2 separate regions of the Mus musculus genome follow, and region 1 is linked to region 2. A link is a contact called in public Hi-C data. All regions are on one chromosome and are shown on one strand. Each heading gives the region's core, a stretch centred on a gene start, on an enhancer-like site or on the middle of the called end of the contact. The rest is flanking DNA. Distances are from core to core; before and after follow the strand shown. Region 1 has its middle 7.5 kb from the start of Mir3080. Region 2 overlaps Tcf20 (transcription factor 20).

Region 1 (6,754 bases), core at 1,389-3,888, 97 kb before region 2:
TTTAGTGACTGAGTGGCCCCAGGTGGTAGGAAGAACCTCACGGAGCGCCTCAGTGTCCCACTAGGGAGCTTGAGCCATGCTGCCCACAGGGGAATCCCGGCCACCTAATTACTTCTGGCTCCTCCACAGAGGAGTCCTAGAACACTAAGCCTTTTGAAGCCTCTGTTTCTCCCTCTGTCACACTGGTGGCTGAGCTCCACAGGTAGGCACCATCTGACCTCCCAGGGTCTCCAAGGTCTCTGGGCGAGTAAGATGTTCCAGATGTGATGGAGAGCCGAGTCTCTCCGTGGGAGCTGGCTCATGGCCTCTTTTTTCCCACCAGGGTATCTGTAGCACCTGCCCAGGCAGGGTTCACACCTAGCTGCACTCCTGAGTCCTCTTCTTATGGAGAAGCCACCATTTCAGGTGGGTATTCCTCCTGCAGGGGGCTCTCGGGCTGAGCCTGGGACACAGTAGGTGAGCAGGATGGACATTCCTCAGGGCGACATTTGGGGGCTTGGATCCGGGTTGGCATCTGCTGGTGTGGTGTCAGATACTGAGTTTCTAACCCCAGCAGCTACCTTATGTAGAACTAGGTGTGACTCTGGACTGCTGTGTGTCCCCTGGACCATGCCGTGGGGCAGCAGGGCTGCTGTGGTGCCTGTGGCCTCTAAGGCAGAAAGAGATTACTGCCCCTAACAGATTGAGAAACTGGGAGACCAAGAAAGCCAGAGTATGGGAAAAATACACGCTTTATTTTCTTTGTCTTCTTTTGGGAGGATGGGGTGGGGCTGATGTATCTATAGCTGGCCTAGAACTATGAAGATGACCTTGAAACCCTGATCCTCCTGCTTCTAGCTCCCGAGGGCTAGGATTACTGCTGTAAGCCACTGCTCAGTCTGTACAGTGCTGCTGCTGGAAGTCATTGCTCTGTGTGTGTGTGTGTGTGTGTGTGCGTGTGTGTACTAAGTGAGCACTTTACCGCTCAGCTGTGCCCCTAGACTTGTGTGTGATACTTCTGTGTAACCTGTGTTTGCTGTAGGGTAGAGCAGCCAGGCTTGTGGGGGTACAGCATTTTCTTTAGCCCTGTGCACGGCCAGGTAGTCCTTGTCACTGTCTTCAATTCTGCAGATGCAAACACAGAGAGAGAAGGGTGGAGGGATGGAGGCAGGCTTTTGTTCCGAGTGGTTTTTGGAGAAGGGAGTACACATCTGAAGCCCAGGGCTGGAGCCCAGGATGCACCTCCTGCAGCCTCACCTCCACCAGTCACCACCCACCTGCTGCTCACAGCACCCTGATGTCTGCCAGGAGAGGCTGATTTTGCCCATCTGTGCCACATCTGCATGGATTCCCAGGATGTCCCCTCCCCAGGCGGCACATTGGCTGTCCTAGCTGTCCGAGCTAATGCTGGGTCAGGAAGCAGTAGGGCTGGGGTTTGAGCCCTGCCACCTTCTCTCTCCACAGGACTCAGAGCCACCAGCCCTGCTTCCGACTCTCTAGAGGCTCCTGCCACCCTCATGACGAAGACCCAAGTCTCTTTCTCTTCCAGCTAAAACTTCAGCTTCCGCCCCATAACCGCCCTCCGGCCACTTAGCTGGACCTCTGTCCTCCAAAGCCCCAAGCTACTTCTGATCGTTGGGCCTTTGCACATCCTGTGTGCCCTTCCCCGGTCCTGTCTGCCTTCAGCTTTCCTTTGAGGGTCCTTCGGAGCACCTGCTGGACCTTTGCAGACCAGGCATTGGCCCTCCTGGTGGCTGTTATCCAGCTAGTCCGTTGCCTGTGTCATTTGTAATTAATTATCAGTTGCTTGGCTGTTCCCACTAGACAGACTCCAGGAGGCAGGGTGAGTGTCTGCCGAGTGAGTTCACGGCTGAGTCCCTAGCACCAGGCATCCATTCATGCTCTCAGCCTTGCAGGCATCTGTTCATTCAGGGAGTTCTGAGTGCCCAACCCAGAGGCCCCATTGTCTCCTGCAAATGGGTGGATGAATGAGTGAATGTGTGAATGAATGACAGTCCTCTGCCTCAACAGCCCACATTTCCTGCTATCTACCATTGCCTCTGACCCCCCTTTGCTGGGCCTTGGTTTCCCCAGCTGTCACTAGACACTAGATCTGTCACTCTGGCCTGGTTCTGATTGTGGGGTAGGAACATCTGCCTGGGGGCCACCCAGCTGAGCAAGGTGGGGGCCGGGGGAAAGGGACTTGCTCTCAACCGTGTCAGCTTGGGCACTGGTCCCACTGTGTTCCCACATCTTTGTCACCAGAGTCCCCAAGTTGCTATTGGGGTGCAGGGCTGAAGGGACTTGCTTGGGCCACTCAGCTTACCCCAACCCTTGAAAAGCAGAGGGGCAGGTGGTGGGGGGTGGGGAGGGGTGGGAACACTACGATCCACGAGCTTGGGTTTGAGCCTGGCTTCATGCCTCCCTCAGTATGGCCTTGCCACCTAAGCTCAGTTTCTGGCTGTAACAAAAGAAGAAGTGGGCTAGGACCAGCTGTCCTGACAGCTCTGAGGCTCCCTGGGACCCTGGGAGCGTGCAGCAGGACTCCCAGGCTGTCTGTCTCCAGGGCCCAGCCCTCCTGCCACCTCGTGAGCCGTGCTACTCAAAGTGGCTCCGCGGCTTAGCGGCTTGTCAGCCAGGCGGGTGGGTGTCCTGGGGCCGGGTTTGATTAGTTCAGGTTGACAGTCGCGCTCCGCAGCGCTGCCGGGAGGGGAGCCCGTGATTACCCTAATGAAGCTTGAACGCAGTTTGTCATCCAAACAGCTGGTTCGGAGCTGTGCTGCTGCCAGCTGCCCGGCTCAGCAGTGCAGTCGGGCGCCTGGTGCTTCTCCAGCCTTTAGCCACCCGCAGACAGGGTGATCCACAGGACCAGGCAGCCCCCAGGTATGCTGTGGGGCTCCCCCAGGGAAGAGGGATCCCCGCCAAGTGTGGGGAACCTGGCAGAGCCTGGAACTGATGGAGCAGAGCCGCTTCTTGGGCAGTAGTAGGGCAGCCCTAGCTCTAGAACTCAATTTTCTGATCTGCAAAGTGGGTGCAGGGGACTTTGCAGCTCTGAGTTTCTGATTTTAGACTGAGGGGTCACCTCCTCTTGGAATACTCCCCACGCTGTGAATTAGGGGTTTCCATGGACACCTGCAACCCTTGAGACAGGTTCTTTACCCCTCATGGCCTTTGTTATTTCTGGAAGTGGAGACATAAGAGACCTTGAGTTCATCTGGCATCCAGGGAGGGCTTCCTGGGGGAGTGACATCTGAGCCCAGAACAGCTATAAGGTGCAGGCTGGGGAGGCCATGAAGAATGTTCCAAGCAGGAAAAAACAAAAACAAACAAACAAACCAACCATGTACAAAGGTCCTGGGGTAGAGGGAAGAGCATCTGGAAACAGGGAAGGTAGCGGGTATTTCCTGATGAAGGGATGGGGTTCATAACCAGTGCTGGGAAAGAACACCCCAACACTCCCACTTTTAACCTTTCTGTCAGCTCTGGGGTTGGGGGAGAAGTACCATTTTTACATGCTGTACATGGGGAACCTTGGGTCTATAGCATGGGAAAGTGATGCCCCTAGAGTCTAACATGCTGGTAGCTTCAGACTCCTGGAGCCAGGGACTGCCTGCTTTGTAGGGCACTCATGAGGAGGGGCAGAGCTGGGCCCTGGACCCCATCTGGGGCTTGAGCCTCCAGTGAGGAAGAAGGACAGGCCAGAGGCCAGCAGACAGGGTCTTCTGGATGGTTTGTGAGTCTTCTGTTATTCCAGGCTTTAACCTGTGTTTGAACCCGGTGACCCAAGTCTGTGTCCCCACCACCACATGGTTAAGCTTCCAACCACTATGGTTTGGCTTGGGGACAGGGTGAGCAGAAGGATAAAGAGGACTGGGGCGTTGGGAATGAACATGGCCTCAGGTTTTGCCATGGCTGTAGCCCTGAACTGCCTCCTGACTGCTGGGCACCATCCATCCCACCATGTCAGCCAGTGCCTTCATTCCTGTGGTGGCCTCCAGTGTTGCTTTCTATAATGTGCCTACTGTGGCCAGCCTGCTCCCACCAGCCCTTTGCCTCCTCTTTTGCTCTCTCCTTCCATCTGTGGCTCCCTGTTATCCCTGGAAGAGCCCACATTCAGGCCGGCCTGTCTCAGCTCCCTCCTCTTGCCCTTACTTGGCTTCTGAGGAAACCGGGATCTTTTTGCCCTGGAGAGGGGAGTCTGGGGGCCCAAGCCGTGCGACCCACTGCCTTATAACTTGTTTTTCCTACAGGTGTCTTCAGGCTGGGACAGGTTCATTTCCGATGGGGCAGATGGGAGCATCTGTTAGCAGCCCGAGTGCTGGGATGAAGGTTTATGGCCTCCATTAGGAAGAGAGGAATTCCCAGCACTAGCCAGCTGCCTCCCCCTCCCTCCTTATCCAAGTTGTGACTGTTCCCCAGGGAGGTGGTGGCTCTGGCAAGGAGGAGGCTTATCACATCTATCACCTCCTGGCCTCTCAGAATTCCTCTTAGCTCTGTCTCACAGGTATGGGGGTGGGATATAACTGCCAAGCAGAGGCGCCGAGTGGCCAAGTGACTGAGGTGCCGAGTGACCGAGTGACCAAGTGGCCGAGTGAGGTGCTAGAAGGCAGGTCTGGATGCAGCGAGCATCGGATGGCCAGGCCTGAGGCGGAGTACTGCCTGTGGCTCAGACTCTCCAGGGAGCAGGGGGAGGTTCAGGGCTGGATTGGTTTCAGTGAGGGAGCACCAGGACATAGGGTTTGCCTCTGGCTGAGGCTGACTAACCTCCTCTGAGGCCTGACTTCCCTGAAGGAGTGAAAAGTCACTGTGTAGAAGGTCTGGCAGCTCCTGCTGTGGCTGAGCCTCTGAATAAGATTTTGTGTGTGTTATATAAACCTTAGACCCTACCTACAACCCCAGGAGGTACCATGGTCCTGGTCTCTCTTCCTATTTTACAGATGAGAACCTGAGACACAGAGACTTAACCCAAGGATGCACAGCCAGAGGGTGAATGGGCTGGGGTTTGAGCCAGATAATGTGGAGACAGAGACAGGCACTTTGGACCAAGACAGAGGAGGAGTAGGGGAACTAGATGGATAACCAGACCAGGCTTAAAGGAGTGGGTGGAGCTATGTTTGCACATGACCCTTTCCCCATAGGCTTGGTGCTTCTGGGGCCTACTAGCTGCCCCTCCGTGGGCCTGGATCCCAGCCAGGTAGCTGTATTGTGTCAGCAGGTACATGGAGAATGAAAAGACCCATCCTTATCCTGCTATGGGAAAGGCCCCCAAACTGTTCTTCAGGGTGTCTGAGTGGGTCACTTGTTAGAAGTATGTCCTAGAACTGGGTGTGACAGTATGCACCATTAATCCCAGAACTCAGGAGGTAGAGTCAGGCAAATGTCTGTGAGTTCAAGGCCAGCCTGGTTTACACAGAGAGTTCAGGGCAGCCAAGGCTACATAGTGAGGCCATTTCCAAAAGAAGGTAGGGGAGGAGGGAGGGAAGGAAGGAAGAAAAGAAGGAAGGAAGAGAGGGAGGGAATTGTGTCCAGGAGAGCTGGGCCCTATAGGGCTATGCACAGCCTGACTGGGGTGACCATATAGGCCATGCAGCCAGGGTAGCATGGCTCTGCATAGGAGCAGCCTAGAGGCCACCCTTGGCTGCACTTCTGAGGGAAAGTAGGTGGAAAAGATGTGTTAGTTCAAGTGAGAGAGTACAGGGTCTGGTTCACTGACCTTGATAGCTCATCAGATACTCACAGGCTGAAAGTGACATTGTGGCAAAGATAAGGACTTCAAAGAGGAGAGAGGTTGGGGAGGCTCTCTGAAGGAGGGGTCCGTCATGGCAGTAACAGATTGAGCTAGCAATTAAATGTGCAAACAGGCAAAGGTGGCCAAGCTGAGGGAGAGTGTGTAAGGCCTGGGCAGGGAGCACATCTATTTGAAGTGGAAGGAGGTGATATGTGGTGGTAGCATGATTATTCGAGGGTATTACTGTGTCCCTTGATGAGGGGAGACTTCCCGGGGTGATCTAGTCAGGTGTCAGGTACTGATGTCTGGAATTGGTGATCTAGAGTTCTCTGGACCCTGCCAGGGCTCACACCCACGCCCACCTCTTCCTCTGCCTGCTGTCTTGAGTGGGAATGGTACTATCTCTGTGCTTCTGTTTCCCCATAAGTGAAATGGGCTTAGCTGCCCCTGCTGTCGGAACGGGAGCATGCATGCCCATGTGCAATGTCCTTGTGCAGTGCCCATCCCGATGGTCCCACTTCAGATGTATGAGTCTCCCGTTCCCCAGGGTCTGCTTACCGTCACGGCAAGCTGTAGGTTGATGGGGCTACTGTGCTCAGGAATGGGAGTTCATGGCTAAGGTCAGAGTGCCTTCCTCAGGCGGGATGTTATGGGAGTGCATAGCAAATGCTCTGTGCCTTCTGCCCAAGCCCTCTCTCCAAATGGAGCAGTCAGGAAGAGCCACATTCAGCAATATTCTCAGAGACTGAGCCACACCACAGCCATGCCAAGCTGGAGCCAGATCTGCGGAAAGCCAGGCTCAGCCCCCAGCATTCCATCTCAGACTCAGGGAGAGGGAGGGCTGCCTTTCTTCCCCAGGGGTGTGACAGAGTACTCACTACAGGCTGAATGGCTGTGTGAGGCTGGGAAGGTATATCCCACCCTCAGAACAGCACCCATCAGGAGAGAAGGGCAGGGAGTTTGCTGCTCTCTGCAAAGTCTGTCTGAGGTGCAGTTGCCAGAAGAGCACAACAGAGGTAGAGGTGCCATGCCATCTCCAGTCTGCAG
Region 2 (6,772 bases), core at 1,642-4,141:
AATCTACTTGGAAAGGTAGAAACTTTCTTGAAGATTCTTCAGGGGTCTTTGGGGGAGAAAAGATTGGGTTGGAGAGGGCTGGTGAGATGGCTCAGCGGGTAATTTCCAGCTGGGTTTCTCTTCTAGGCAAGAATTATTAATGAGCAACACAGCCTTATTCCTTGTCTTAATTGTTGTGGGTTTTGTACTAATGCATTAAACATTTTCCCAGAATCAAAACTCATGACCTGTTACTGTATCCTCTACCTGGAGTCATACTCTCCTGTAGTGTAACAGACAACACAAATAACCTAATGACAATGTCAGAAAGGTGGGACTACATCAGGTGGGGAATGGCAGGATTCTACTTCCATGGAGACATCCCAGCAGAAAGTTTTTTCCTGAGGCATCGAGGGTTCTTTAAAGAACTGGGTGCTGGGCTGGAGAGATAGCTCATCAGTTAAGAGCACTGACTGCTCTCCCAGAGGTCCTGAGTTCAATTCCCAACAACAACATAGTGGCTCACAACCATCTGTAATGGGATCTGACGCCCTCTTCTGGAGTGTCTGAAGACAGCTACAGTGTACTCATATTAAATCAATCAATCAATCAATCAATCTTAAAAAAAAACAAAACAAAACCAAAAACCGAATGCATTGGAGAGAATAATGCTCTTAGATGATGACAGAAAGACAACAAAAGTTAATACTAGTTTTCAATAAAAGTGAGGTCACCAGCTTTCCAAACCAGGCTGGAGAGAACAGTCCACAACTGGGACTGGAATGTGTAGACTCAAAGTCCTGGACCTTATAACTACTCTTTTGTGGTCTCTTGCTCTTGGTGGCTCTGAATTAGGTGGTCAAGAGAGGTACTTTGAAGACAATTTTATGTCAAGAAGCAGTCAGATCTGACTTATAGGTGACTACAGTATAAGGAATCCATAGTAATACCAAGTTGAGTGTCCCAGAGTCACTAGTCACCATAAGCAGGCGATTTTGAGGAACTAGCTTTGGTTCTCAGGATGGGTCTTTGTCTTGGAGTGATTGGAGTAGTCTTGGACACCTCCTGAAACAACTGCTCCGTCATTATCTGAGGCTCCTCAGCTTAAATTAAAAGAGCTTTTGTCACCCCACAGTAACTAAAGATTTATTTAAAAAATGTCTTTGTTTGTAATAACATTCCAATATTTACTCCAGTTGAATTTGTAAGACTCATTTATCTAATGAAGTTTTTAAAGACTATATTGAATGTGTTTGTGTATTCCTAGTATTTTCTTTGTTGTATTACAGATTCCTTCATTCTTTAGACCATTTATCTGCTTACTTGCATTATTAGAAATTGATAGAAAAAGGAGATGGAATTTAAGCAATCAGCTTTATCTGGTCACTGAGTTATTTATCTAGGCTTGATCTTTGTGTCAAGCAGATGCATGTCTCATGCTTTTTCTTTTTTTCCCTTTCTAGGAGGGCTGCTGGCCTGCTGCTGTGCTGCTGAACAGTATGCAGTCGTTTCGGGAGCAAAGCAGTTACCACGGAAACCAGCAGAGCTACCCACAGGAGGTGCACAGCTCATCCCGCATAGAAGAGTTCAGCCCTCGCCAGGCCCAGATGTTCCAGAATTTTGGGGGAGCAGGTGGTGGTAGTAGTGGCACTGGCAGCAGCAGTAGCGGTCGACGAGGAACAGCTGCTGCAGCGGCAGCAATGGCTAGTGAGACCTCTGGCCATCAAGGCTATCAGGGTTTCAGGAAAGAAGCTGGAGATTTTTACTACATGGCAGGCAACAAAGACACAGTGGCAGCAGGAACCCCACAGCCTCCTCAGCGAAGGCCTTCTGGGCCTGTACAGAGCTATGGACCTCCCCAGGGGAGCAGCTTTGGCAATCAGTATGCGAGTGAGGGTCATGTGAGCCAATTTCAAGCACAGCACTCTGCCCTTGGTGGTGTGTCTCATTATCAGCAGGATTACACAGGGCCTTTCTCTCCTGGGAGTGCTCAGTATCAACAGCAGGCCTCTAGCCAACAACAGCAGCAGCAGCAGCAGCAGCAACAGCAGCAGCAGCAGCAACAGCAGCAGCAAGTACAGCAGTTGAGACAACAGCTTTACCAATCCCATCAGCCTCTGCCACAAACCACTGGACAGCCAGCCTCTGGCTCATCGCATCTACAACCAATGCAGCGGCCCTCAACTCTGCCATCTTCTGCTGGTTATCAGTTAAGAGTAGGTCAGTTTGGACAGCACTACCAGTCTTCTGCTTCCTCCTCTTCCTCCTCCTCCTTCCCTTCTCCACAGCGTTTCAGTCAGTCTGGACAAAGCTATGATGGCAGTTACAGTGTGAATGCTGGATCTCAGTATGAAGGGCATAATGTGGGTTCTAATGCACAGGCTTATGGAACACAATCAAATTATAGCTATCAACCTCAGTCTATGAAAAATTTTGAACAGGCAAAGATTCCACCAGGAAACCAGCAGGGGCAGCAGCAGCAACAGCAGCAACCACAACCTCAGCAACAGCAGCCGCAGCAACAGCAGCAACAGCAGCAGCAGCAGCAACATCCTCCCCAGCATGTGATGCAGTACACAAATGCTGCCACCAAGATGCCTCTGCAAAGCCAGGTTGGGCAGTACAACCAGCCTGAGGTTCCTGTAAGGTCTCCCATGCAGTTCCACCAGAATTTCAGCCCTATTTCTAACCCTTCTCCAGCTGCTTCTGTGGTTCAGTCTCCAAGCTGTAGCTCTACACCTTCTCCTCTCATGCAGAGTGGTGAGAATCTCCAGTGTGGGCAAGGCAATGTGCCCATGAGTTCCAGAAACCGAATTTTACAGCTAATGCCCCAGCTCAGTCCAACTCCATCAATGATGCCCAGTCCTAACTCTCATGCTGCAGGATTCAAAGGATTTGGATTAGAAGGGGTGCCGGAAAAGCGGCTGACTGATCCTGGGTTGAGTAGTTTGAGTGCTTTGAGTAGTCAAGTGGCCAATCTTCCTAATACTGTCCAGCACATGTTACTTTCTGATGCTTTGACACCTCAGAAGAAGACGTCTAAGAGGCCCTCATCATCATCTAAGAAAGCAGATAGCTGTACAAACTCAGAAGGCTCCTCACAGCCTGAAGAACAACTAAAGTCCCCTATGGCTGAGTCATTGGATGGAGGTTGCTCTAGTAGTTCAGAAGATCAAGGTGAGAGGGTGAGGCAACTGAGTGGCCAGAGCACTAGCTCTGACACCACCTATAAGTGTGGCGCTTCAGAGAAAGCTGGCTCCTCACCAACACAAGGTGCTCAGAATGAGGCCCCTAGGCTCAGTACCAGTCCTGCAACTAGGGACGAAGCTGCCTCTCCAGGTGCTAAGGACACATCACTGTCATCTGAGGGGAACACAAAAGTCAATGAGAAGACAGTTGGGGTGATTGTCTCCCGAGAAGCCATGACAGGTCGGGTAGAAAAATCTGGTGGACAAGATAAAGGCTCCCAGGAGGATGATCCTGCTGCCAGTCAGAGACCACCTAGCAATAGTGGCGTAAAGGAAATCAGCCACACATCACTTCCACAGCCAGATCCTCCAGGAGGAGGGAGCAAAGGAAACAAGAATGGTGATAATAATAGCTCTAACCACAATGGAGAGGGGAATGGCCCGAGTAGCCACTCCGCAGTAGGCCCAAGTTTCACAGGCAGGACTGAGCCTAGCAAGTCTCCTGGAAGTTTGCGCTATAGTTACAAAGAGAGTTTTGGGTCAGCTGTACCACGAAATGTCAGTGGTTATCCTCAGTATCCTTCAGGACAAGAAAAGGGGGATTTTGGCAGCCATGGAGAGCGAAAGGGTAGAAATGAGAAGTTCCCAAGTCTTCTACAGGAAGTGCTTCAGGGCTACCACCACCATCCTGACAGAAGGTATCCTAGAAGCGCACAGGAACATCAAGGGATGGCTAGTGGCCTGGAAGGAACTGCAAGGCCTAACATCTTAGTCAGTCAAACCAATGAATTAGCTAGCAGGGGCCTTCTGAACAAGAGTATTGGATCCCTGTTGGAAAATCCCCACTGGGGACCATGGGAAAGGAAGTCAAGCAGCACAGCTCCTGAAATGAAACAGATCAATTTGTCTGACTATCCCATTCCCAGGAAGTTTGAGATAGAACCTCCATCATCAGCCCATGAGCCTGGAGGCTCCCTTTCTGAAAGGAGGTCAGTAATCTGTGATATATCCCCACTAAGACAGATTGTCAGGGACCCAGGGGCTCACTCATTGGGACACATGGGTACTGATGCCAGAATTGGGAGGAATGAACGTCTCAACCCAAGTTTAAGTCAGTCAGTCATTCTTCCTGGTGGGTTGGTGTCCATGGAAACAAAATTGAAATCCCAGAGTGGACAGATAAAAGAGGAAGACTTTGAACAATCCAAATCTCAAGCTAGTTTCAACAAGAAATCTGGAGACCACTGCCATCCTACCAGCATCAAACATGAGACTTACCGTGGCAATGCAAGTCCTGGAGCAGCAGCCCATGATTCCATTTCAGACTATGGCCCACAAGATAGCAGGTCCACACCAATGCGGCGGGTCCCTGGTAGAGTTGGTAGCCGGGAGACTATGAGGGGTCGGTCCTCTTCTCAGTACCATGACTTTGCAGAAAAATTGAAGATGTCTCCAGGCAGGAGCAGAGGCCCAGGGGGAGACCCTCATCACATGAACCCACATATGACCTTTTCAGAGAGGGCCAATAGGAGTTCTTTACATGCTCCTTTTTCTCCCAACTCAGAAAGCCTGGCCTCTGCTTACCACACAAACACCAGGGCTCATGCTTATGGGGACCCTAATACCGGTTTGAATTCCCAGCTCCATTATAAGAGACAGATGTACCAACAGCAACAAGAGGAGTATAAAGACTGGGCCAGCAGTTCTGCTCAGGGAGTGATCGCTGCTGCGCAGCATAGGCAGGAAGGCCCACGCAAGAGCCCAAGGCAGCAGCAGTTTCTTGACAGAGTACGGAGCCCCCTGAAAAATGACAAAGACGGAATGATGTATGGCCCACCAGTAGGTACGTATCATGACCCAAGCACTCAGGAAGCTGGGCGCTGTCTCATGTCTAGTGATGGTCTGCCTGCCAAAAGCATGGAATTGAAGCACAGCTCTCAGAAGTTACAAGAGTCTTGTTGGGATCTTTCTCGGCAGACTTCTCCAGCCAAAAGCAGTGGTCCTCCAGGAATGTCTAATCAAAAACGGTATGGGCCACCCCATGAGCCAGATGGACATGGACTAGCCGAGTCTGCACAGTCATCCAAACCTAGTAACGTCATGTTACGGCTTCCTGGTCAAGAGGATCATTCTTCTCAAAATCCTTTAATCATGCGAAGGCGGGTTCGTTCTTTTATCTCCCCTATTCCCAGTAAGAGACAGTCACAAGATGTAAAAAACAGTAACGCTGATGATAAAGGGCGCCTCCTCCACCCATCAAAAGAAGGTGCCGATAAAGCATACAATTCCTACAGCCATCTTTCTCACAGTCAGGATATCAAGTCTATTCCTAAGAGAGATTCCTCCAAGGACCTTCCAAACCCAGACAATAGAAACTGTCCTGCTGTTACCCTGACAAGTCCTGCTAAGACCAAAATACTGCCCCCACGGAAGGGACGGGGATTAAAATTGGAAGCTATAGTTCAGAAGATCACATCTCCAAATATTAGGAGGAGTGCATCTGCAAACAGTGCTGAGGCTGGGGGAGACACAGTCACACTGGATGATATACTATCTCTAAAGAGTGGTCCTCCTGAAGGTGGCACTGTGGCTACTCAAGAGGCTGAGATGGAAAAGCGAAAGTGTGAGGTGGTATCTGACCTAGTCAGTGTAACTAACCAGGAATCGAATGTTGAGAAGCCTCTTCCAGGGCCTTCTGAAGAGTGGCGTGGCAGTGGGGATGACAAAGTCAAGACAGAGGCACATGTAGAAACAGCTTCTACTGGAAAGGAACCCTCTGGTACTATGACATCCACAGCTTCACAGAAGCCTGGTGGTAACCAAGGGAGACCAGATGGTTCCCTGGGTGGGGCAGCACCACTAATCTTTCCTGACTCAAAGAATGTAGCTCCAGTGGGCATATTGGCCCCTGAGGCAAATCCCAAGGCTGAAGAGAAAGAGAACGATACAGTCATGATTTCACCCAAACAAGAAAGTTTCCCCCCTAAAGGGTATTTCCCATCAGGAAAGAAAAAGGGGAGACCAATCGGTAGTGTCAATAAGCAAAAGAAACAGCAGCAGCAACCACCTCCACCTCCTCAGCCCCCTCAGATGCCAGAAGGTTCTGCAGATGGGGAGCCAAAGCCAAAAAAGCAGAGGCAAAGGAGGGAGAGAAGGAAGCCTGGGGCCCAGCCAAGGAAGCGGAAAACCAAACAAGCAGTTCCCATTGTAGAACCTCAAGAACCAGAGATCAAGCTAAAGTACGCTACCCAGCCACTAGATAAAACTGATGCCAAGAACAAGTCTTTTTTCCCTTACATCCATGTAGTAAATAAGTGTGAACTTGGAGCTGTTTGTACAATCATCAATGCTGAAGAAGAAGAACAGACCAAATTGGTGAGGAGCCGGAAGGGTCAGAGATCTCTGACCCCTCCCCCCAGCAGCACAGAAAGCAAGGTGCTCCCAGCTTCATCCTTTATGCTGCAGGGGCCTGTGGTAACAGAGTCTTCTGTTATGGGGCACCTGGTTTGCTGTCTCTGTGGCAAGTGGGCCAGTTACCGTAACATGGGTGACCTCTTTGGACCCTTTTATCCCCAAGATTATGCAGCCACTCTTCCGAAGAATCC

Evidence for each region. Hi-C and Micro-C count contacts between places; a contact is called where the count stands out from the background.
Region 1: a Hi-C map of rod photoreceptor shows a contact between it and region 2, with 1.7 times the contacts expected there. The contact joins two enhancer-like sites. A contact is called at or near these places in 3 of 484 Hi-C or Micro-C datasets (CD4 T cells, the HL-1 cell line and rod photoreceptor), 1 of 115 datasets of contacts at active chromatin or transcription factors (embryonic stem cells) and 2 of 9 other capture datasets (adipose tissue and liver).

The regions. Positions count from the first base shown.
Region 1 is chr15:82,948,390-82,955,143 of GRCm38.p6, reverse strand. It overlaps a transcript of Tcf20 not described here. Among named protein-coding and RNA genes, the nearest start is that of Mir3080, 7.5 kb to the left of the region's middle. Within about 2 kb of position 2,638, at least 44 of the 459 cell types and tissues checked have an H3K27ac peak or open chromatin away from gene starts, as enhancers often do. A contact at or near this core is called in rod photoreceptor, where this site is marked.
Region 2 is chr15:82,851,955-82,858,726 of GRCm38.p6, reverse strand. Tcf20 (transcription factor 20) reads left to right here. Exons shown (of 5, transcript NM_013836.3): 2 at 1,443-6,772. The coding sequence starts at 1,479. Among named protein-coding and RNA genes, the nearest start is that of Tbrg3, 43 kb to the left of the region's middle. Within about 2 kb of position 2,891, at least 29 of the 459 cell types and tissues checked have an H3K27ac peak or open chromatin away from gene starts, as enhancers often do. A contact at or near this core is called in rod photoreceptor, where this site is marked.